7 separate regions of the Mus musculus genome follow, and all the other regions are linked to region 1. Evidence: chromatin contacts called from public Hi-C, HiChIP or PLAC-seq and promoter capture Hi-C data. All regions are on one chromosome and are shown on one strand. The core of a region is the stretch at or near the end of the contact, and the rest is flanking DNA. Distances in the headings are between cores, read along the strand shown. Region 1 holds the start of Vipr1 (vasoactive intestinal peptide receptor 1). Region 2 overlaps Trak1 (trafficking protein, kinesin binding 1). Region 3 holds the start of Higd1a (HIG1 domain family, member 1A). Region 4 holds the start of Ccdc13 (coiled-coil domain containing 13). Region 5 has its middle 14 kb from the start of Gm38661. Region 6 holds the start of Hhatl (hedgehog acyltransferase-like). Region 7 holds the start of Cck (cholecystokinin).

Region 1 (3,105 bases), core at 312-2,811:
GTGGAAAGATCAGAGGCAACCAGGGAAGGCTCCCTGGAGGAGGAGCTAGAGTTGGCACCTCCAAATAAGAAGTAGGAAGATGGAATTGGAGGGACTGGGCTCAATCTGTTTCTAGATGGATGGTACCTGGGGCCAGAGGCCTCCAGTGGTCCAAAAACCCCTGGCTTATCCAAAATGGAGTAGCCAGGACACAGAGTTGGGGAAGTTGGAGGGCTGCTAGTGTGGTCTGTGACACTGAGGGCCAGAGTCTGATGAAGCTTGGAGTGTGGGGAGGGGCTGTAAACAGGAGGAAGGGGGCAACACTGTCCAATTCTCAGAGAGCAGCACCTTCTCCGGAAGGGGTTGGGGGGGTGGTGAGATTTTCCAGAGCAGGGTGTGCCAGACACCAGCTAGGAGGAAACAGATTCATGTCCTGATCCCTGCCCTGGGAAAGGTTGTGATTAGGGAGGGACCACGGGATAGACTGCACTAAGGTGACCGACCAAGATTCCCCACTTCCTCCAGGCAGCCCACTTGTTCCAGACCAGAATCCACTAAGGAAAAGACAATCTTGAAGCAACAGCTCCACAGACCTAGAGCAAGGGAAGGGAAGATCACCTCTGTCCAAGTGTGGCTGGCAGGGACAGGTGTGGCTCCTGTGGCCTCATTTTGCCCTTCTGTAAAATGGGTTTAGGGGGTCTCTGAGTCTTGAGGTCTTTCTTAGTCTCAGAGGAGGTGACCAGGTGTCTGCCCCATGACCCTGGTGAGTCTGTCACAGCCACAGGAGCACACCCACACACATGTCTGTGTGGGAGGAAGCCGAGGTCTAAGGTAGAGCAAGCCCCCCTGCTTTTCCCAATACATGCTTTTACCTGCCCACCATCAGCCTATAGTTAGAGGATAAAGAGCACAGAATGAAATTCTCACCAGATCCCAAGGACCCCTCCCCAGGGTACAGGCACTAAGGTCTGATGCTGTGCTGTCTTCATCGCACAAGTTCTCAAAATACCCAGAGAGGCTTCCAGACACAGCCTCCTTCCCACCCGACAGTCTACAGGATCTCCCATCTCACTCGATCGTGCCACCCACAGTTCTCCTCCCCACGTACCCCCACAGGCACTCATCGCAAGGCAAGTCTGGGGCTCCCTCTCGCCCCCAACCTCTTCATCGCTGATTGGGATCACTTCGCGGTGAGCGCTCTAAGATGAGCTAAGAGGGACCCGCCGCTACCGAGCTCCCACGCCTCTGGGCTACAGAAGAGAGAAGACGAGAACCGCGCTCCTGCTGCCCCCCGATGGCCAGATGGTCCCGGATACGCTGCCCCCGCAGTTCCCCCATCCGTGGGATCTGGGTGGAGGGGCACACACTCACCGCGGGTCCGAGGGCGCAGGCGAGGGCTCCTGCCAGCACGCAGAGCCAGCGGGCAGGCGGTAGGCTCGGAGGGCGCATGGTCCGCCCTGAGCCCGCGGCAGGCAGCCGAGAGCGCCTACGGGGTCTGTGGCTAACGCAGCGCGGGAGAGTGGCGCGGGCCAGCGGCCCGGGCGCTATGAGGCACAGCTCCAGGCTAGGGGAGGGCGGCGGGGGCTCGTCTGACGGGCGGCGGGGTTAGCCAATGGCACGGCGGAGGCGGTACCTCGGCGCAGGTAGGGGGCGGAGCCGGGGCCCCCGGGGGCGTGAGCACAGAGTCCCGCTAGAGGTGCGCGTCGTCGGGAGCTGCTAGCTAGCGAGCATCCTCTCGGCTCTCCGATGCGGGGACGCTGGGCTCAACACCGCCCAGTGTTCCCCGCGCCCGCACCTTTCTCTCTCAACCCCGGCTGCGCCCTCGGCCCCTGGCAGTGAGCTCCTCCAGTCTTCGGCTCCAGGGAGTTTAGCTGCCGGCTCCCCGGTTTCCACGTCGGCTTGCAGCCCAAATTCTTGGACTAGAAGGGCCACAGCTTTCCAGGGCTGAAGGCTGGCCTCCGATGGGGTCCAGCGGATCACGCTGTTGGAACCATCTGCGACAAGGGAGAAGCCGAGGGGGCGCAGCCGGGGTCGGGGAGTCCCAACTGGGGGTTCCTCTTGGCCGCCCAGGGCAGGGTGCACTCAGAGCTGGACACGACTTGGCCGGCGCAGCTCGTGAGGGACGAGAAGTCAATGTTCCAGCGCCCCCGCGCGGGGACCAAAGCCTGTACCCTTTCTTGGGCCCAGGCTGCCCACAGACCGGTCTTCCCGGAGTCCCCAGGGACTAGGATCAGGGTGCCAGTGTCCCGCGCTGTGTCTCCAAGATCGGGCGGGCCGGTAGCGGGTGATCTGAGGCTGCTCTCCCTCCGAAGCTTGTCTTTAGGGCTCGGATTATTCGGTGCTAGCGTGGGGCGCGGGGTTACCGACTCAGAGCCCTTCGCGCTACGTCTTAGGGAACCCGTGCAGATGACTTTCCAAGAGCTCGAGTGATCATGGTGAGAAGGTGATGTGGGGGGCTGATGGCGCGGTGGGATAGAAGGTGGGAGGAGGGGCGGAGTTGCAGAGGGCCGCGTGTCCCTGCGCGAAGTAGGGTGTGCGATCCATTTGAAGGAAGTCGCTCTCCGGGCGCTTTCTGGCCAGCAGGAGCGCGGGAATTTCCCGAGGATTCTCCAGCCTTCCCAACCTGCAACGTGGGAAACTAACGCTGTGGGCGTGGCCTTGAGGTCGGTTACAGAAAAGTCTGGAAGCAAACCCCTGGCCTTCCTCCTTCCTCTCCTTCCTAGTCTACCGCACTTCCCTTGTTCTCTCTCCCCCTGAGCCTGAGCCTGAGCCTGAGCCAGGCCTCTACTACGCACCAGGGCATAGGAGGTAAGAGGCACTCCCTGCAATTTCTGCTTCCGGATAGAGAATGGGCTAGTTGTCACAGGCCTTTCTCCAGTTATGGGGTGTCAGAAGAGGGAGCTGTTTAGTAGTTGCCATTCAGTGCTTCAGGGCTAGGATTTCGGGAGTCACTGTGAGCAGGAATAGGGGTTTGCCTCGCTTGTGACCATGGGCACACTCCTCTTAGGCCTTAGGCCTCTTAACCGGGCAGTGAGGTCTTACCAGCTCTTGAGGTGGTATGCTCAAGTCCCAGATGTGAGCTTTGGCTCTCAACCCTGCCCACCCCCATATGTCACCTAGGCAGCT
Region 2 (3,105 bases), core at 153-2,652, 250 kb after region 1:
GTTCTGATCCACTATGAGGCACGCCAGATACTCTAGGCCTGGATTATTCTATTTTCGTTCTTATTGACACAGGCTATCAGGGAAGCCTATGGAAGATACACTCAACAGGTCAAACAGAATTCCTTCTTACTCATATCTAATACAGAGAACCTGAGAATTGCCCCGCACACACCCTAAAGCACCAGCTTATAGCTGCAATTTGTTTTATTATAAATGATCTCAGAAATTGGAAAGACTGGTTTATGCTAGTGAACTGGTTTCTAACTGCAGAAAGTTCAAGAATGTACCACAAGCTGGTTCTCAGTGACCCTAACCCTAACCCTAACCACTAACCCTAACCCTAACCACTAACCACTAACCACTAACCCTAACCACTAACCCTAACCACTAACCCTAACCACTAACCCTAACCACTAACCCTAACCACTAACCCTAACCCTAACCACTAACCACTAACCCTAACCACTAACCACTAACCCTAACCACTAACCCCTAACCCTAACCTTCTTCTGTTACTGTCAGAGAAGCAGGAATATCTTTAAAAGGGATACTGTAATGACATGAATATGCAAATGAGAAATACATGGATATGTATTGACAGAGAGTAAATTAATTTTGTCTTAAGGTTTTTTAAAAGTATGGATATATGTGTACATCTGGTCTTAGGCACGTGCGTGAGTGCAGTGCCCATAAGTGCCAGAAGGTGGCATCAGATTCCCCAACACTGGAGTTACAGATGGATGTGAGCTGCCCAGCGTGGATGCTGGGAACTGAACTCAGCTCTCCTAGGAAAGCAGCAATCTCTCTTAACTGCTCAACCATCTCTCCAGACCCAGAACGTGTGAATTTCTAAAGAACAGAACTCCAGGGATGGTGGCCACTCAAGGGAAGAGCATTTGCCTAGCATGTTGGAGCCTCTGGACTCAGTCTTACTGTGGAAAAAAATAAAGCAACATGTACTGCCTGGTGTGGTGGTACCCCTCCTGTAATCTCAGCATTTGGGAGGCTGAGGCAGGAGGATCAGCATGAATCTGAAGCCAGTCTAGACTACATAGAAAATTCCAAGCTACCTAGTGAGACTCTGTCCAAAAAAAAAAAAATTAAGAAGCATCCTTTTAAGGACTGAGTCCATTGCAAACTGTTAGAATAGCTGCCTAACGCCTAACATGTACAAGACCCTGGGTTCAAATCCTAGCATTGAAAGAATAAAAGAGAAGGAGAAAGGAAGAAGGAATGAAAAACAACTGTCATTTGAGTAAACATAAGCAACAGTAAATATTAATGTTTAAATCATTCTCCTGTCAGCAGTACACGTCAGCACACAGCACACAGCACTCTCGATCGCCCTCCCTGCCTTGGAGTCGCCTCCAAGCCTAAGCTTAAGCTCACCCGACAGGAAGCAGCTCTGCCACCTAGAGGTATAACTCCATACTGCAGCAAGGATTTGGCTCCTGGAATTCCAGCTTAACCAGCTTCCACAGTCAGGCTTTGCTGTCTACACTGACAGAAGCTGCCTAGATTTCCTTGCAATCTTTGTTTTTTAAATGCAAACAGATTCACTCTCAATGGGGATTTATAAGGGAAATGATGGGGCTGGAGAGAAAGTTCAGCAGTTAAGAGACTAGTTGCTCTTACAGAAGTGGGTTCAATTCCCAGCACCCACACAGTGGCTCACAACCAACAGGATGCACATACTTACAGGCAGGCAGACACACATATAAAATACACAATAAATACAAGTCATTATTTAAACCAGAAAAGAAGAGACATGAGAATAATTTGAAGTTATTCTGCATGTTTCAAATGAAAATGCTTGGTCCCCACTACTCATCCAGACCAAGAAGACCCCTAACATGGCTAACCCCCAAGATCACATCCCTCTTGGCTGCCGCTCCACAGATGGCGGGCCCACAACACAGGACTTGGCATCGCACGGCTGTGCCCACAGATGGCGCCAGCTACTTACGGAAGTATTTCAGCGTCTCTTCGATCTGCTCAGTTGTGAGGTCGATGTTGGCATCTGGGGAGATGAGGGGCGTATGCAGCCAGTCATCGTGGTCGTAACCATAGATGGTGTCCGCTCTTAGCTTGTAATGGGGCAGCTGTTCCTCCAGCAGGCTAATGATCTCAACTTCTGGAAGGTTGGTGCTGTTGCACACGTCTGGGGAGAAGACGACTGAGTGAGAACCTACCATGGCTGTCACTTTCCGAGAGCTAAGCTTGAGGCCTACCCCTTCTGCACCCGTCTGCAGCATGCAAAATCCAGGCAAGGACATATCCATCAGGGGTCTTTACTAATTTGAATCCTACTCTCAAAACATAGAATTTCTGAGGTGGGAGCTGTCTGATGGGCACAGTGGCACAGGTAGGTACCAAACATATATCTTAGAACACTGTATAGCCAAGTATGGTGTCTCCATTAGGGTACCTACCGCTGTGATGAAATGTCACAACCAAAAGCAAGCTGGGAGGAAAGTGTTTATTTCATTCACAGTTCCATGTAACCGTTTATCATCAAAAGCAGTGAGGCAGGAACTCAAGCAAGGCAGGAGCTGGTGCAGAGGCCATGGAGGGTGATGTTTACTGGCTTGCTTCCCCAGGCTTGTTCAGCCTGCTTTCTTATAGAACCCAGGACCACCAGCCCAGGGCTGGCCCCACCCACAATGAACCCGTTCCCAAATAATCACTAATTGAGAAAACACTCTACAGGCCTGTCTACAGCCCAATCCTATGGAGGCATTTCGTTAATTGAGGTTAATCATCCTCTCAGATGATTTTAGCTGTATCAAATTAACATAAACCCAGCCAGGACATACAGCCACTGTGACTGATAGCCATTAAGTAAACACTTCCAAATAACCAGTACTGAGGGTTTTGAAGGATCCCAACACCATGAGATAAATGGCACATGTTTAAAGTGATGGATAATCCAGCGGCGTGACTGGGTCACTATACAGTATATACATGTACTGAACTGTGACACTGTACCCCATAAACATGAAAACTATTATGAGTCCACAGAGACTAGTATTTTAAGCTTAGAACTCTGCGTGCTGACTGCAAAGACCTCCCCAGAGTAGCGCCTCCTGTTGAGTGCCTACTATC
Region 3 (3,105 bases), core at 246-2,745, 220 kb before region 1:
CACTGACTCCTGCTCAGCAAAGCTGTGTTTAGCACACCCATACAAAGAACATACTTTCAAAGACACAAAGCTGCCACATATCCAAGGTATGGAAAGCTTTATTTCATTTTTGTTCTTTGAACCAGGGCTTCTCTGTGTAGTCCTGGCTGTCCTGGAACTTGTACTGTAGACAAGGAAGGACTTGAACTCTGAGATCCACCTGCCTCCCTCCTAAATACTAGGATTAAAGGTGTGCACCACCATAAAAGTTTTATTTTAAAAATATGTGTATCTTGCCTGCATGTATACATGTATGTGCATCATATATACATGCCTGGTGCCTGAAGCAGTCAAAAGAGGGTTTGAGTTCCACTGAGTTGGGATGGTTGGGAGCCTCACGTTGAGTGTCAGGAACTGAACCTGGATCCTCTTGTAAGAAGAGTAACAAGTGCCTTTAAATCACTGGGACAACTCTCCAGCCACAGGCATAGAGTTTTATCATGTATAACATGGAATGTTTCCTACATATGACTTAACTCAAATAATTTTTAACCTGTGTTTGATCCTTGGAACCTGTGGGCAAAGGAAACAACAGGTCCCTTCATGTTGTCCTCTGCTCTCCACACATTTGCCATAGCACATGTGCCCCTCCCCACAATAAATAAAATGGTAATACAAAATTTTAATATTCAGTCATGACACCTGTTATGTAGTTATTGGAAGGTGGCTCATAAGACTACACCAGCCTTCAGGAAATTCAAGAAACGTATTGAGGGCCCAACAAGATGGTTCACTGGGTAAAGGCCACCAAATCCCACAATCAGAGTTCTAGCCCCAGGGTCCAGACATTAGGAGGTGACTGGTGAAGGTTGTCCTCTGACCTCAGCAAATGTTCACACAAGTAAATGTAATAAAATTAGTTTACAAAGAAAAGAAACATTGAGGTATGGGGAAGTTAGAAAGTTAGCCGATTCACTGTGGTTCCTCTTGCCAGTTTATATAATCGGTGCACAAAGGGGGAAGAAGCCCTCTGCAGAGCTGCCTCTGGCGGGGCAAGGGGTGGGCAGGGTAGACAAGACGGAATCCTTTCTCTTGTCCGTGGTTGGTGCTCTATTCGGGGTGAGGAGACAATTGTTCCTCTCCCTGAAGTCACTCAAAGTTGAGTACCTACCAGTAGCCTACCTCTCTCAGAGGCCGCCATGTTCTGCTACGCTGAGAGTCTTGGACAGACACGTCCCATAGTGGGGCTGTCGGTGTCTGCCATCCCCGGAGCCCACACGAAGCCCCGCCCCGGAAGCTGCCTGCCCCATCAGACTCCTCCCCAGGCATGTGTGAGGTCACTGCTCTCCGGCCACCACCAGCTCCGGGGAGGGACCCAAAGGCGCCCCGACGGCGCATGCTCCCGCTCGGGCGGGCCGCTCGGCTCACCTAAGCCGGTCTAGCCTGCGTGCGTGGCGTTCGCGGAGCCCAGCGAACCGGTCGCGAGAACCTCGAGGCAATTGGGGTTGGGAGGCAGCGGCCGCCAGGCGGCACCGCGCCAGCACTGCCGCCCAGGCCTCACGTCTGACACGAACAGCGCGCGCCGCCACGAACCGGGCCGGCCCCCCAGCCAATGGGCGCCGCGCTACAAGTGACCACGCCCACCGCCCCTCGCACGTAAAGGGAGTCTCTGGCCCGGCCTCGCCGGCTGCTGGCTTCTGATTGGCTGGGGCGAGCAGTGGCCGCAGCAGGCGAAGCCGGTGTTCTCGCACTCGGGTGGCGGCCAGAAACCGGCAGGACTGGAAGGGACCCCGCGTCTCGGTGAGTGAAGCGGGAGCCGGGCGGGAGGCGAGGGCTGCGGGGCGGGGGGTCCCTCGGGTGGGCGGAGGACTTGGGGTCCCCGTCGGCCAGTGCATGTGGAGCCGGAGGAAGGAGGCCGGAGCTTCTGGAGCGGATCGTGGCCGAGGGAACGAGAGTCGCGGAGGAGGCAACGATGGCAAACGGGGACCGGGCTGGTGCCAGCTTCGGGGATCCCGGGAGCAGTGGGAGGAGAGGGAGAGGGAGCGCGATCGCACGGGTCTAGGAGTCTGGACAAGGTCACAAGAAGGTGGGAGGTGAGGCAGGGCGCAGCGCTCGGGCACCTCGGCCTGGCCTTCCCGGGCGCCACCCGGGGTTTGCGCAGACCTTACGTGACCCTGTGTCACCGGATGGAGGAGGGAAGGCTGTGGCGGAATGCGAATGCCCCTGACAAGGGAACGGGGTGCAGAGATCACAAAAGCACGACTAAGGTTCAGGTGTGCCAGCCGTCCGGGTGACTCGATTCTGTTCTCTGCTTCCCTCGTTTATTCCTGGGGTGGAAAGCAGTCCTCTCTTTGAGGGGGTGATCCCTACCCGGGAATCTGCTTCCCGGACTACTGAGGCCCCCTGCAAATTGACAGTTTGGATGCAAATTCTTGACAGGTTCAAAAGGTTCTCGGTGCTCCTGGAATGTGCTAGAAGGTCTTCTCTGCACAGTATAACTTGAAAGGGCTTCTTAAGATACAAATCCTAGTGTTGTGCCCCTGGCCGTTTGAATCACAATCTCAGAGAAGCCATTTTGCACAAGCTGACAGGTAACTTAGGCAAAATCAGAATTTAAAATTTACTATTTTAGGTAATAGTTCTTAGGACCAAAGGGACATGCTGGGAAGAGTCTTCAGCTGTTATATCACCTGATGCCCAACCATTTTCTTATTTACCTCTTCTAGGTTGCCATGCCTTTGGAAAAGTGTGTCAGTAGTTATGCCTGGCCTTACAGAATAATGTGCTCAGCAAACTAAGTTTGAATATCTGGTTATTGCTGACTTAAAAATAAAAATATGTTCTACTTTCTGACAGATATAGGTCAGTCATTGGGTGAGTGAGATAATAAAAAAAAATCTAGTGGGAAAAAATCTTTTTAACTTGGAATTGAAATTGTTAGATAATTTAACTGAAGAGAGAATAGCCCATTTAACTATAGGTGTAATGTACACAGTTTTTACAGTTCAAAGACAGTATGAATTTTTATATTTTCAGTTCAGATTTACACCTGTAACATAAAAATGTTCATTTAACAATAAATAAATTGTCAAACAAAACTGTGGACTGTATGTGGGGAGTCAGATT
Region 4 (3,105 bases), core at 443-2,942, 200 kb before region 1:
CTGCTGTGAACAGACACCACAACCAAGACAACTCTCATAAGGACACTTAATCGGGGCTGAGTAACAGATTCAGAGGTTCAATCCATTATCATCAAGGTGGGAGCATGGCAGCATCCAGGCAGGCATGGTGCAGGAGGAACTAAGAGTTCTACATCTTCATCCTCAGGCTGCATGCAGAATAATGACTTCTGAGCAGCTAGGATGAGGGTCTTAAAGCCCACACCCACAGTGACACACCTATTCCAACAAGGCTGCACCCCCTAATAGTGCCACTCCCTGGACCAAGCATATTCAAACCATCACAGACTCCAACCCTAGGGGACCCAATGCCTTCTTCTGGCCTCCATGGGCACACACACACACACACACACAAAGAGAGAGAGAGAGAAAGAAGGAGAGAGAGTTAGAGAGAGAGAAGCTTTATGAAGGAGATGCTGTGCACCTGGACACACTGTACTGTACTGCGAGGGGGTGGGCAGGTGGATGCAGGGCTGTGGGTATCCAGCCCTGTATCTTCTTCACAAGTAGTGATGTACTACTCACGTTAAGTAAATGGGAAGCAGAAAAACAGGTTTAACATAGCTGGAGACTTTCACATTATAAAGGCTAGTGAGAGCATCTGGCCTCCCTCAGCTCATTTTTCCTATGTGTTTGCCTCCCTTCAAGTCCCTGAAATACAGCAATGTCAAACTGGGAGATTTTTTTTTTAAGTATTTTCTTAAACACACACACACACACACACACACTGTTTTTTAAAATCTTCTAAAATGCAAATAAATAAATAAATTCATAAATAAGAAGACCTAAAATCCTACCATACTGATATAATTGCCTGTGTGTTGTTTCACGTCTAGGTTTTCTTAGTATGGGTGTGTGCAATTGTTTGTGTCGGTGCACATGTGCATGGGATAGACAGAGGTTGTCTTCATTATTTGTCCTCAACTGCTCTCCACCTTTTGTTTTTTGAAAAAGGGTTTTGGGGTGAACTTGAATCAGCTCCTGGACTGGACTAGACTGACTGGCGAGGGATGTGTCTTGTCATCCTGCGATGTGACCCATAAACGCTTTCAACATTCCTCTTTTAGTTCTGTGCGCTGTTTGAAAAGGAGGAAGCGTTTTGTTTTGGTTTGGTTTTGGTTTTAGCATTATTAATTTTGGCCTACTCCAATCACAATCATAACCCAACATTCTTCCCGCCTTGTTTTGTATTTCCAAAGATAATATGGTTAACTATGTTACATTTCATAAAAACCGTCCACTTTCCAAAACCCTTGGAGGCCAGTAGGATATGCATCCTACTTTTTCAAAGACACTGGAGGTCGGTTGTGCACGGTGGTGCAGCCTGTGTCATCCAGCATTCAATAAGGACAGGAGGATGAGAAGTTCAAGGTCATGCATGGCTACAGAGCGAGTTTGAGGCCAGTCTGGACTGTATGATACCCTACCTTTAAAAACAAAAACAAACAGACCCCCCAAATCCTTAAATAAAATACACTCCGGAAGAGTGGAGGCTTCGTAGGCACTTTGCATTCTCATGTCCAGCTGGTGTGTGCAGTTCTGTGGGTCTTCCCGGACCCCTCAGCACGCTCAGCTCAGACCTTTAGAGGCTCTCTCGGCCCCCGTAGACGCGCGCGACCGTGCTGGTTTCCCTGGTGACGGTTGCCAAGGCAGCACATGCCGGCGTCGGGAAGGGCGGAGGAAGTGCCCGCGGCCCTTAAGACAGACCCCGAAGCGCAGCCGCGGTAAGTGGAGGAAGGCTGAGTAGAGCGGGAGTCAAGCGAGGATCGAACCGGAGCGGATCAGGAAAAAGAACCGGGGGCTGAGCGGGGAAACTGAACCGGGAGCCGAGCGGAGCGGGAAACCGAACTAGGAACCAAGAGTGGAGCCGAGAGCGGGGAACCGAACCGGGAGCCGAGCGAGGACCGAGCCAGGGACAGAGCGGGAAACCAAACAAGGGGCCAAGTGGGGACCGGAACCGTGGCGAGAGTGAGGAACCGAATCGGAAGCCTAGAGTGGAGCCGGGAGAGGGGGATCGAACTGGGGGCCGAGCAGCGAGAAGCCAAGACTGGGAAACCAAACCATAGACCCTGCGAATGGCCTCTCCTTGGGGCCGGGCTGTTCCCACCCCTCCCTGGGCAGACTCGTGTTTTCCGCGCGAGGAGGGTTCGTGAGGCAGAGGAACGACCCAGCGACCTGCGTGGGCATGACTAGAAAGCAGGTCTTCTGCAGCTGCCACTCAGCACGTGGCTGCTGCCCTGACTTGACCCTCATTCTGGCTTGTAAAAACATACAGGATGGGGAGGTGGGATGGGCTGCGTGGGTGAGCTAGAAAGTGGCAGGCTGGTGAGAAGTGATGGGTGCTCAAGGCCCCATCCACCGTCCTGCGCACAGCTTTTCTCTTCCTTGGTCTTTTGAGTAGGGTTTCACTCTGTAGCCTGGGATGGCCTTAAAACTCACTAGAAGACCCATGCTGGTCCCAAATTGGTAATCATACTCACATTTGAAGCAGGACGGGACTGCATACCAACATCTTGTCTTAAAGAGAAAACAAAAGTTGTAAGCAATTAGGGTTATCTGTGGTTTTAAGGTAGTTTGTTGGTTACAAAGTATAGTTGTCTAAAAAAAAGGCCAAATTCTTTCATGTTTTTTTTATAAATATTCATTAAGCACCTACTGTGTCCTGTTGTAGCATGGCCATGAACAAAGTGGATGAAAATAATGATCCTGGTAGGCGTGTTGGTACATAGCCAGCATTTGAGAGACCAACACAGGAGCATTGCCAAGAGTTTGAGGCAAGCCTGGTCTACACAGCAAGTGCCAGGTCATCCGGCCAGCCCTTGCAGGACCCTGTCTCAAACAGCTAAAAATAAAGTTAAAGTGTGTGTCCTCTGGTAGTGTACGTACTAGTGGGAGGAAGCACAGTTGGTATGTAACGTGTGCTACAGGTCAGGAGCAAAGGTGAATGACCTGGGCAGGGAGATGGTGTTCTGTGAGTACAAGCAAGGGTTGGGACAGTTCATACTCACTAGCAAGTTGACTGGATTTAGAGCCATCTAGGAAACACTCCTCTGTGTGTGTGCACGAGTGCATGAGGGTGTCTCCAGA
Region 5 (3,105 bases), core at 404-2,903, 170 kb after region 1:
CCTTCAATAAACCTTAAAAAAAATCTCTAACCCAGCAGTTCTCAGTCTTCCTGATGCTGTGACCCTTTAATGCAGTTCCTCATGTTGTGGTGACCCCCCCACACCATAAAATTATTTTTGTTGCTATGCATAACTATAATTTTGACACTGTAATGAACTATAATGTGAATATCTGTGTTTTCAACAGTCTTAAATGATCCACGTGAAAGGGTTGACATGGAAGGGTCACGACCCACAGGTTGAGAAGCAGTGCTCTAACCCACCCAGAGTCAATTTCTTGCATTCACAACTAAGAGGCTTAGCTTGTGTGAATGCCAAGAATATCCTGTTTGTTGTCTTACTCTTACATTAACGTTGAATGCTTCATAAAGAATCTTTTAAAGGGCAGGGAAATCAAGGCACAGTGGTTGAAATAAGGTGGGTCCCAAGAGAGGGGGGAGGAGGAGACCCTCAGAATTTATGCAGAAATGGGTCAGAATCTTGAAGGAGAACCTGCTTCCTTCATGAAAAACAAAACCAAAAAAAATCAAAGACAGCTGACAGCAAGCTTGTGAGTCTGTGAGTCTGGACACAGGAAGCAGGGAGCTCTCCTGTGCAGTGTCTCTGTTTTCGCTGTAAGAGAGGGCAAAGGTGTTTGTTAGCAGAGTAAGGTGAACATAGAACACAGAAACAGGAAGGCCTGTTGTAGTGTCTAGAGAGCCAGCAAGCCTGGCATGAGTTGTCCGTAAAACCATCCGGCCTTAATGAAGCCTAGCTGAGGTAGATAAGGCAGACCAGCACCTGCACTCCTGGCTTATCCTCTCCACTCTTAATCATTTCAGGACCCCTGCTTAGGGAACGCTGCTGCCCACAGTGAGTTGGATCATGCTATATTGACTACCTTAATTAAGATACACATGCACTCACACTCATGAACACACACACACACACACACACACACACACACACACACACACGCACATGCACACTCCCAAAGGCCAACCCAAATGTAGACAATCCCTTAATGAGACTCTCTTCCCAGGTGATTCTAAGTTGTGTCAAGTTGACAATTAATAAAGCTGACATTAGATGGGCCTATGTCCAAGCCCATCTGAAGGAACATCTTAATAACACATAACATTTTCATAATTATCCCTAAGATGCTTTCTGGATGGTCAAGGTGTGGTATCGAGTGTGTGTGTGTGTGTGTGTGTGTGTGTGTGTGTGTGTGTGTGTGTGTGTATGTGTGTGTGAAGTGTTTCCTCTCCCATTGGATGCTGAGTTTTGCTATTCTTCATTGCTGTGCCTCTCTAGCCCCATGACTTCCTGATGCCCCAAGCACAGGGACTCAGTTCCCTGCATTCATGACCACGTCTGCTGCCCCCTCACAACCTCCACTCAAGCCTGTCTGGATCCTCAGAGCAGTCTGAGGCAGCCGCTAAGTGGGTGCATGGAGCTTCTAAGAGGGAGAGCCAATCCCCCGCTAGAGAGGCCCCTGAGAAGCCAGGCCTGCTCCCTGGGCGTTTTTCCCAACCTTAACCCCAAGCAAAGCCCCGTTGCAAGTGATGGCCCGAGTGGGGTTAAGAGTGAGACAGAAACCAGCACTCAACTGCTTTTCAGGGGCGAGCAAAAGTCCCATCTGGCGATCGCTTATCCAGGGCCCAGTGCCAACAGGCCTTCTTTTATCTCTGAGCGCCCTCTACTGGCCGTGAAAACAAACTCCTCTTGGGCTATGATCGAACCAGGAGCTCACGCATCATTTTCTTCTTCAACCCCCTTTATACGCTTCGGGGAATTCATATTGATGCCTCCCTCTGTCTGCCTTCTCCAAGATGGTATCAAGCTCTGAATGCAGTACTGCTAGACCTGAAGGGGAGGCTTCTGCTATTCTCTTTGGTCCCATCCACAAGGCTCCTGGATTCACCTCCCTTCCTGCTCCCGGACTGTGCGTGGTAGTGAGTCCTCACATCTACGTACGGCTGGACACCTTTCTGCTGAGACCCATCTGCTGCCATTTCTCCTTCCCCATTGCTCAAGGGAATCGTAACCCTGTGGTGGAAGTGAGCCTTAGGGTGGGGCTGTGTAACGCCTTCCTTCCTAGCCCCTGTAAAACTGGATCCTCTGTCCTTGGCTCCTAAGACTCATTCCAGGCTTTTCCCATAACCTGGAATTCAGACCACTAGAAAAGGGGAATCAAATGCATAATGAATATTGCGAACCTCCAACCCCTCCCTTTCCTTGTCTGCTGCAAGAACTTCCAACCACTCAGTTCTTGACATAGTAATTGACTAGTGAACCTAGGAGCCGGTAGGGTGAAGATTACACCGGACTGGGAGAGAAATGAAAAGAAAGAAAGAAAGAGAGAGAGAGAGAGAGAGAGAGAAAGAGAGAGAGAGAGAGAGAGAGAGAGAGAGAGAGAGAGAGAGAGAGAGAGAAAGCAAGTAAGCAATGGTCCAGCAAGCTTCCTCTCCAGGTCTGGTTTCACATCAAACTGTGTACTTAGCCTTTTCTTCCCTCATAGTTCAAAGCCAAGAACTTGACATCTTTGTTTCCTGATTCTCCTACTGGCCTTTTTAGGGACTCTTGTCCTTGGGTTGGACAACCTGAGCTGGGCGTGAGGCGTGAATTTGGGAGGGTGGGGAGAGGGAAGTGGATATGGGAGGAGTTATGAAGTTGCCAGTGAATAGGATTAAGATACATTGTATGACATTCTCAAAGAATTGAGAAAATAATGTTTTTAAGATAAGACGCGGGGTCCTAACTCAGAGGGTCCCTTGTAGCATCCACAAGCCACATCGACTTAGCATAAACAGTTTCTTTCCCTGCAAGTTGTAGCTTAGCAGAGAACTTCCTGTTCCGCAACCTTGGGATGCTGAGGGTGAACCCCTCTTGCATCAGTATGTGAAGGAAGAGAGGAACCCAGGGTGACACCAGGGCCTGCCACCCCTTCTATGGTTGTTCTCCTCTCTGTCTGAACACTCGGTCCCTGGCTGTTTGGAACGGTTTCGGAGGAGCCTTAAGTATGCCACGGCTCACTGGAAGAAGTGGTCGATGTGGCTGGCCTTGCCTTGCGGTTTGCTGGCCCAGCCTCCCTCCCTGTCTGGCAGTGCAATGTGACCAGATGTC
Region 6 (3,105 bases), core at 285-2,784, 150 kb before region 1:
TGCACAGCCTGCAGGCCTCTCAGCGTGTTCAAGAGTTTCCCTTCCAGGTGGCTCAGTTGACCTAAGTCCCTTCCAGGTGTCTTGGTGCCCTTACAGGGCGTCTCAGCAGCCCTTACAGTTAAATTGGGAAGGGTGGGGTCTAGTGTATCTGGTCAGTTTCGGGGACTTGCTGAAGCTTCTGAGTTGTCTACTTCCTTAGTCATGAGGAGCTTCCTTCCCTGAGGATAAAATGTCTCATCTCAGAGGACACTGCTACACAGCACACCAAGTGCGTGGCCTGCTCACGGGGCCTCACCTGCTCTGCTGTGGATAGACTGAGGTCTCCCCCTGTGGGGCAGTCCCTCCCAGAGGCTACTGGATTTGACCTTGACTATTTCACCTTAGGCCTCAGTTTTCTTTCTACCAACTGGAGACAGTCCTTGTGGACTGTGGGGACATTAAAGAGAGTTACTCTTCCCACGTCCTGGCTATTATTATTTACTATCCATGATAGCTACTAGTTGTGCCTCAACACACTGCTCTGGTGTCAACCACACCTGCCCAGAAAGCCAGAACCTTGCTTAACCTCCCCTCATCCTTTGATCCCAGCCTCCTCTAGCATCCGGATCCCAGTCACAGCAGCAGACAGCCCCTCCACTGCAAACCCCTGCCCAACCCTGTTCAGGGTCGGAGGCCAGCATCATGGCTTCTCAGTCACTCAGGAGAGTATGTGTAGTGCCCTCTCAGCTGTGTCCTCTGGGCCCACGTGTCTGCATTCCTGGGAGGAAGCTCATGGCCTAACTTCCCAGGGTTTTTACAGGACCCTCCTGGGTAGAGGCATACCTTCTGCCCTGTCCATCCTCAAGTGAGCTTATATGGGAGGTCCCAGGGCCTTTCCTTGAGCCCTCGCACGTGAGAGCAGCCACACATCCTGACCCCTCTACTGTGGGGATCTCACCCCAGAGGAAGACTCAAGAGTGGAGATCTCCCGGGCCCTGCCCAGCGGGCCTCAGGTGCTTACGGATTTCACATGAGGGCTTCTTGCCTGCCACTAAGAGGACACCATCCATTCCAGGTGACCCTGATGTCACCCCTGGAGCCTCCAGCACCATGGTCCTTGCCAGTACCAATTCTACCAGAAATGCTAGCCCTGCCCTAACACCCGTGCCTGTCTAGCCCAGGCTCTTGTCAGGATGGAGGCGCAGGGTGGGAACTAGGTAGACCTGCCCTGGGCACCCTTGAGGGGTCACAGGTAAAGGCTGTGGCTGGAGTTCACAGAACCCAGGTGTGCAAGCCTGCACATACAGTATATGGGTGCCCAGGCAGTGGGAGCAGGGCTGACCAGAGTTCTGCAGAGATTGCCTGGAGGCCTTCCTGGAAGAAGAGATCCTGGCACCGCACAAAGAGAAGCACAGGCTTTCCAGGGCTGAGGAGAGGGAGGTCAAGTGAGGCCCAGGTGCCCCTGCCTGAGCCTGTGTCCCCAGAAACCTCCTCTCCCTCTCATCACCCCCACATCCTCCCTGCCACTCCCCGCAGCTCCCTGTGGCCAAGTGCACTGCAGCACTCGGCTCTGCTCCACAAACGGTCTGCTCCACTCCAGGAAGGCCACCTCCTCCCCCCCCCCCCACCTCCGGCTGTCACCACTCACCGCTCTAGCCTCCAGGGGGTGGGGACCCCAGAGCTGGACACACCCCATCGAAGCCCCACAGCTCAGCCAGCCGGACAGACTCACGGTCGGACTCAAGACCCCGGAGCCCTGAGGTGGGCAGCGCGCCAGGGTTCCTCGCAGCCTCTTCAAGGTCAGTGCAAGTTGGGTGTGCAGCCCTTTGGAGCCTTTGAGGTCTGTGGGACTCAGCTCAGAACCCTCATCCCAGACCACGAGCCCCAAGGTGGGCTTCACTCCAGGTGCACCTGAGCCAAGTGCTGGGCAAAGGGCGCCCAGGTCCACAGTCAGCACAGGTCCAGGGGTCCATCAGGAGGGGCCCCAGGCTGGGGGCCAACCCCTTGCTGAGGCCTCTTTGGGGACACTCCCCACCGGCCATGGGGAGCTAAAATTGGAAAGTGGCGAGTGGGAGGCAGCTGACACAGCTATTTTGTGCGCTCTTCATCCGCTCCGGTTTCACTCTCCTGCTCCACTAACCTGATCCTGTGCTTCCCTCCCCCACCCTGCCGATGAAGAGGTGTCTCAGCCCTCCAGCCACAGTGCAGAGGCTGCTCAGGAGGGCCAGGCCGGGAGCGAGCAGGGCCAGCGTGGTCTGGTCTGAGCCGGGACTCACCAGGAGCACCTGCCCTTCAGAGAAGCTCACTGGATGGCCTCCCGGGTCCCTGACCCTTTGTGACCCACACCTCTCTGTCAGTGTAGCAAGGAGCGGCCTCCCAGAGCCCCAACTACAGGGCTGGAGGAGACAGATCTGCAACTGGGAGATCTTGGGTTGGGAGAGATGGGGTGACCCTACCCATCTCCAAAAGGGCACTGCACCGTGTTCCCCTTTCCCTCGGTTCCAGGTCTGGACCTAAGCAACCACTGGAAGACTGGCGGCCAGGCTGAAGAGGGTGGGAGGGGCTTAGGTACTGGCCCAGACCCCAGGGATGGCCCAGCAGGGTAGCCAGAGGGAGTGACCAGACACATCCTGGACTTGATACCAGTCAGCACCTTGGACAGCAGCCAGCACCCTCCCAGTTGCTGCCTGGCCCTGCCTGGTCCAGCTCTGGCCACTCTGGGGCCTCAAAGAGCCCAACATCCAGCCTGCAGCAAGAGCTTAGACTACACAGCACTTCAAGGGGGACAGTGGGTGAACACAGGCAGGGACCTGAGATAAAACAGACTCACGGCTTGGCGGAGGAATGGAGTCAGCAGAGCCCGGAGTTGAGCGAGTCTGGGAAGTTAGTGCTAGAGGAGTTCACGGGATCTCAGGGGACCTCGTGGGCAGGGCTTTGCTGAGGTTAAGAGAGGCTCACTGTGAGACGGGAGAACTGACAGAGTCTTCCACCATGGGAAAGACCCCATGGTTGGGGAAGTCTTGCAGGAACAGTTTGGTGTCCCAAACTTGTCAGCCCATCAGAGAGGTATGAAGGAGAGGAAGCTAGTCTGTGCGAAGTCTGGGCTTTGGAGAATCTTCAAAGGAA
Region 7 (3,105 bases), core at 199-2,698, 150 kb after region 1:
GTCACACCGCATCCTCAGGGGCTGGGCACAGTTCATAAATCTTGAGGCAAGCGATGGAGGGAAGGAGGCAGCTAAGCGTCCATATCTCAGCCACCGACCCAGGGAAGTCAGCGCCTGTGGATTCTGACCATATCGAACAGCCTTGTGCCCAGCTGCTTTATCCACAATTCCGGACATGCTCGATCTGTCACAGATACATTCCCACAACCTGAGCTGTCTTGTGCGGGAAATCACCCCACAGCATTTAATCTGTTGCTGTTTAAAACATGTTGCCTCTAGGTTGCAGACACCGCTAGAGCCACAACCATGAACCTAAACTCTTGGCATCACTTGCTGTTTCTCATAGTCCCCCTCAGCCGGAAGTCCCCAAACTGTGTGCCTTTTCTATTTAGAAAGAGTTTCTAACCCTTTCTCCATTCACCCTAGCTTGACAGGGTTGAGGGCATGGTTGCCCTGGCTGGTGGTGACCCCAAGTTACAAGCTAGCAGCAAGGAGGTTGCTGTGGGGCTTCCTCAGTATGTGTTCTGTGGAATGGGGTTAGAGGGATTCAGCAAATTCTAGCACCCTGGGCATAGATAATCACTTTGTTATGTGAGAACTGGGGGTTGCAGGATTGTGCGCACTACAGCAGAGAGAGCCCCCTCTCTCCTTCTTGCTTGGTAAGAGTCTTTTTCTCAGCCAAGATCCTCATCACCCAGCGAAATCCCATAACTTTAGAGGGACTAGACTGGAAAGGGTGATCTGAGCTCTTGGGAAGGTGCGAGCCCAGCCCGCATGGCTCAGCCAGCCAGAGCTTGGGAGTGCCTGAGACACTCTCTGGCGCCACTTCACGACCAAAAGCATCAGTAGATGATAGGCCCCTGGGAAGTCGTCGTGGAAAGAAATTACAAATCTTTTTCCCAGAGGCTTTTCGCAGAAAGGCAGGAGCTGCACCCGATCTTACAATTGTGTAAGAATAGAATCCAGGATGCCAACTGCAATTGAGTTCTGAAAAATTGGGAGCCCGATTTCCCTCTCTTACTTGTGAGAGCCCACTCAGGTCTGAGGTGGTCCCAGAGAACACACCAGGATTACATCTGCTGACACCCAGCCTGTGAGGGTCCCCCAGTTTCCTTGAAGGATTTGATCCCCAAAGCTCACTGAACTTGGTCAGCTTCTCCATTGCAGATAAACTCCTGTTTTTCACCGAGAGTGGAGGTGGCACCCTCCCTGAGGTGGACTCTGCACAGGCGCCGAACAGGTGGGAAGGAAGCTCTTTAGATAAAGAGTAAGACCCATGCAAAGTGCCCCCCTGGGAGGGGCTATCCTCATTCACTGGGACGCTTCCCTTCTCTCCGGAGGGCCACATCAATCGGTGGTCCCTCCAGTGGCTGCCTCTGAGCACGTGTCCTGCTGGACTGCGTCAGCACTGGGTAAACAGATGACTGGCTGCGAACCGGGAGGAGCTATTTAAGAGCAGTCACCCTCCCGCCTGCCCTCAACTTAGCTGGACTGCAGCCTTCTCCGCTGGAACTCGCCAAGCCAGCTGATTTCCCCATCCAAAGGTAAGTAGCTGGCTGATCCAACAATCTTGAGTGTGAAGAATATTGGCCTGCAGCTTTGCACCTCTTGCTGTTTAGTCTTTCCTTTTTCTGTGCCTTCCCTCCCTTGACAGCTAGAAAGATTTCCTGAAGTCAGAAATAGCCTTAAAATGCATCTGGGTGGGTACTGCTGCGGAGAGACTTGTTGTATGTTCTGTTTACAGCAAGGCTGGGAATAGCCACTCTTAGGGTTTCTCTGCTGTTCGGAGCACTTTGCAATCATTTAAAAGAAACTACCTAGAGGTTTAAAGATTTATGCCCATTTTCTAAATGCTGCATTAAAAAAATTTTAAGGCTTTGGGGAATAAAAACACATCATTATGATACAGCACCCATCTGCTCAGTTCTCAAGTGTAGCAGGGCTTTGGCCACATCTGAGGACTGGGCACAGATTTCTGGCTTTTGCTTTGTATAGTGACTTCCCGTAAAACGCAGAAGAATCTATATAAATACAGCTTCTTTTTATGGGCCCACACTTAAAACGGCGTTTCCCAGTGTCCTGACATTTTTAATGTAGTGAATAAATTTAATCTCTCACATTTCTCTCCAGAAGTATCCTCCCCGTGTTTGTCTGTCCGTTTGTCTTTCTGTGTCTCTCTCTGTCTCTCTGACTCTCTCTCTCTCTCTCTCTCTCTCTCTCTCTCTCTCTCTCACACACACACACACACACACACACACACACACACACACACACACGCTTCATTCTGCTTTTCTGGTTAGAAGAGAGATGAGCTACAAAGGCGTCCTGGAACTTCAGGAAAGCAAGAGGAAACGCTGCTTCTGATCAGGGCAGAAAAATCGGGACTCTGCGGGATTCCCAGGTCCCAGGTGTGGATAACACAAAAGCCAGGCAGAAATTATCGCGGTGGCCAGGGCGCATCTAGGAACTTCGCTTGGCTACGGTTGAGCCAGTCTGACCCGGCTGCAGCCCCCATGTTCAGCCTCAGCCGACTTCTGTGTGCGGGACTTTGGGCTGGAGCACGCTGAGGCCAGTCTTTGGTTCACTCTCCTCGCCTTTGCTTCCCATAGCCATGAAGAGCGGCGTATGTCTGTGCGTGGTGATGGCAGTCCTAGCTGCTGGCGCCCTGGCGCAGCCGGTAGTCCCTGCAGAAGCTACGGACCCCGTGGAGCAGCGGGCGCAAGAGGCGCCCCGAAGGCAGCTGCGGGCTGTGCTCCGGACGGACGGCGAGCCCCGAGCGCGCCTGGGCGCACTGCTAGCGCGATACATCCAGCAGGTCCGCAAAGGTAAGGGTGTCCGCTCCCCGTCAGGCTTCTGCTGCGGCTCCAATCTTGATCCTTTCAGCACTGGCAGGGAGGAGGAAACAGAGGACGCACAAGGAGCAAAATTTTCACTTTTCTTCCCTGAGGTACGCTGCACAGCGCTGAGCAGTAGACAGGCGGTGTTCACAGGGGAGGTGGGCGGAGGGCTTACCTCGTTGGTAAGGGAAGCCGGCTAACAGACCCTTTTCTGAACTGATTTTGACACTGTCTTCGGATGAAATATAAAACCGTTTTAGGACAACAT

The links. Promoter capture Hi-C pulls out the DNA fragments that hold promoters and counts their contacts. A called contact is a pair of places that touch in the nucleus more often than the background predicts. HiChIP or PLAC-seq counts read pairs in DNA pulled down with a chosen protein or histone mark. Capture Hi-C pulls out chosen DNA fragments and counts their contacts.
Region 2: a contact with region 1 is called in a promoter capture Hi-C map of hippocampal neurons, with 2.0 times the contacts expected there. The contact joins the enhancer-like site here to the promoter of Vipr1 in region 1. A contact is called at or near these places in 3 of 39 promoter capture datasets (the 3T3-L1 cell line, frontonasal cranial neural crest and hippocampal neurons), 1 of 484 Hi-C or Micro-C datasets (forebrain), 5 of 115 datasets of contacts at active chromatin or transcription factors (embryonic forebrain, embryonic midbrain, forebrain and 2 more) and 4 of 9 other capture datasets (adipose tissue, liver, macrophages and 1 more).
Region 3: a contact with region 1 is called in a promoter capture Hi-C map of pancreatic islet. The contact joins the promoter of Higd1a here to the promoter of Vipr1 in region 1. A contact is called at or near these places in 4 of 484 Hi-C or Micro-C datasets (CD4 T cells, CD8 T cells and embryonic stem cells), 3 of 115 datasets of contacts at active chromatin or transcription factors (embryonic stem cells, epiblast stem cells and microglia) and 2 of 9 other capture datasets (adipose tissue and pancreatic islet).
Region 4: a contact with region 1 is called in a Hi-C map of double positive thymocytes, with 1.8 times the contacts expected there. The contact joins the promoter of Ccdc13 here to the promoter of Vipr1 in region 1. A contact is called at or near these places in 1 of 15 datasets of contacts at CTCF or cohesin (large pre-B cells), 9 of 484 Hi-C or Micro-C datasets (CD4 T cells, CD8 T cells, cerebral cortex and 4 more), 4 of 115 datasets of contacts at active chromatin or transcription factors (embryonic stem cells, epiblast stem cells, memory CD8 T cells and 1 more) and 1 of 9 other capture datasets (adipose tissue).
Region 5: an H3K4me3 HiChIP or PLAC-seq map of bone marrow-derived macrophages shows a contact between it and region 1, with 5 times the contacts expected there. The contact joins the enhancer-like site here to the promoter of Vipr1 in region 1. A contact is called at or near these places in 12 of 39 promoter capture datasets (the C10 cell line, the HPC-7 cell line, HPC-7-derived erythroid cells and 7 more), 4 of 15 datasets of contacts at CTCF or cohesin (the NIH/3T3 cell line, embryonic stem cells, large pre-B cells and 1 more), 8 of 484 Hi-C or Micro-C datasets (bone marrow-derived macrophages, cerebral cortex, embryonic fibroblasts and 3 more), 21 of 115 datasets of contacts at active chromatin or transcription factors (VIP interneurons, bone marrow-derived macrophages, embryonic basal ganglia and 10 more) and 4 of 9 other capture datasets (adipose tissue, liver, macrophages and 1 more).
Region 6: a contact with region 1 is called in a promoter capture Hi-C map of liver. The contact joins the promoter of Hhatl here to the promoter of Vipr1 in region 1. A contact is called at or near these places in 3 of 39 promoter capture datasets (liver, pre-B cells and stem cell-derived epiblast-like cells), 1 of 484 Hi-C or Micro-C datasets (embryonic stem cells), 1 of 115 datasets of contacts at active chromatin or transcription factors (embryonic stem cells) and 3 of 9 other capture datasets (adipose tissue, liver and pancreatic islet).
Region 7: an H3K4me3 HiChIP or PLAC-seq map of craniofacial prominence shows a contact between it and region 1, with 4 times the contacts expected there. The contact joins the promoter of Cck here to the promoter of Vipr1 in region 1. A contact is called at or near these places in 16 of 39 promoter capture datasets (the 3T3-L1 cell line, the C10 cell line, the HPC-7 cell line and 9 more), 5 of 484 Hi-C or Micro-C datasets (bone marrow-derived macrophages, cerebral cortex, embryonic fibroblasts and 1 more), 18 of 115 datasets of contacts at active chromatin or transcription factors (bone marrow-derived macrophages, craniofacial prominence, embryonic basal ganglia and 10 more) and 5 of 9 other capture datasets (adipose tissue, embryonic stem cells, liver and 2 more).

The regions. Positions count from the first base shown.
Region 1 is chr9:121,641,172-121,644,276 of GRCm38.p6, reverse strand. It overlaps Vipr1 (vasoactive intestinal peptide receptor 1), which reads right to left and starts at 1,561. Exons shown (of 13, transcript NM_011703.4): 1 at 1,351-1,561. The coding sequence starts at 1,428. It also overlaps a transcript of Lyzl4 not described here.
Region 2 is chr9:121,390,913-121,394,017 of GRCm38.p6, reverse strand. Trak1 (trafficking protein, kinesin binding 1) reads right to left here. Exons shown (of 16, transcript NM_175114.3): 2 at 1,967-2,161. Among named protein-coding and RNA genes, the nearest start is that of Trak1, 26 kb to the right of the region's middle. Within about 2 kb of position 1,402, at least 8 of the 459 cell types and tissues checked have an H3K27ac peak or open chromatin away from gene starts, as enhancers often do. A contact at or near this core is called in hippocampal neurons, where this site is marked.
Region 3 is chr9:121,856,186-121,859,290 of GRCm38.p6, reverse strand. It overlaps Higd1a (HIG1 domain family, member 1A), which reads left to right and starts at 1,495. Exons shown (of 4, transcript NM_019814.5): 1 at 1,495-1,779. Gm47112 (predicted gene, 47112) reads right to left here and starts at 1,544. Exons shown (of 1, transcript NR_168944.1): 1 at 83-1,544.
Region 4 is chr9:121,838,048-121,841,152 of GRCm38.p6, reverse strand. Ccdc13 (coiled-coil domain containing 13) reads left to right here and starts at 1,692. Exons shown (of 16, transcript NM_028384.1): 1 at 1,692-1,742.
Region 5 is chr9:121,476,034-121,479,138 of GRCm38.p6, reverse strand. No RefSeq gene overlaps it. Among named protein-coding and RNA genes, the nearest start is that of Gm38661, 14 kb to the left of the region's middle. Within about 2 kb of position 1,653, at least 24 of the 459 cell types and tissues checked have an H3K27ac peak or open chromatin away from gene starts, as enhancers often do. A contact at or near this core is called in bone marrow-derived macrophages, cerebral cortex, neural progenitor cells and 1 more, where this site is marked.
Region 6 is chr9:121,790,936-121,794,040 of GRCm38.p6, reverse strand. It overlaps Hhatl (hedgehog acyltransferase-like), which reads left to right and starts at 1,534. Exons shown (of 12, transcript NM_029095.2): 1 at 1,534-1,778. It also overlaps a transcript of Klhl40 not described here.
Region 7 is chr9:121,494,037-121,497,141 of GRCm38.p6, reverse strand. It overlaps Cck (cholecystokinin), which reads left to right and starts at 1,448. Exons shown (of 3, transcript NM_031161.4): 1 at 1,448-1,544; 2 at 2,610-2,825. The coding sequence starts at 2,612. All of the region lies in intron 1 of Gm38661 (a long non-coding RNA gene), which reads right to left.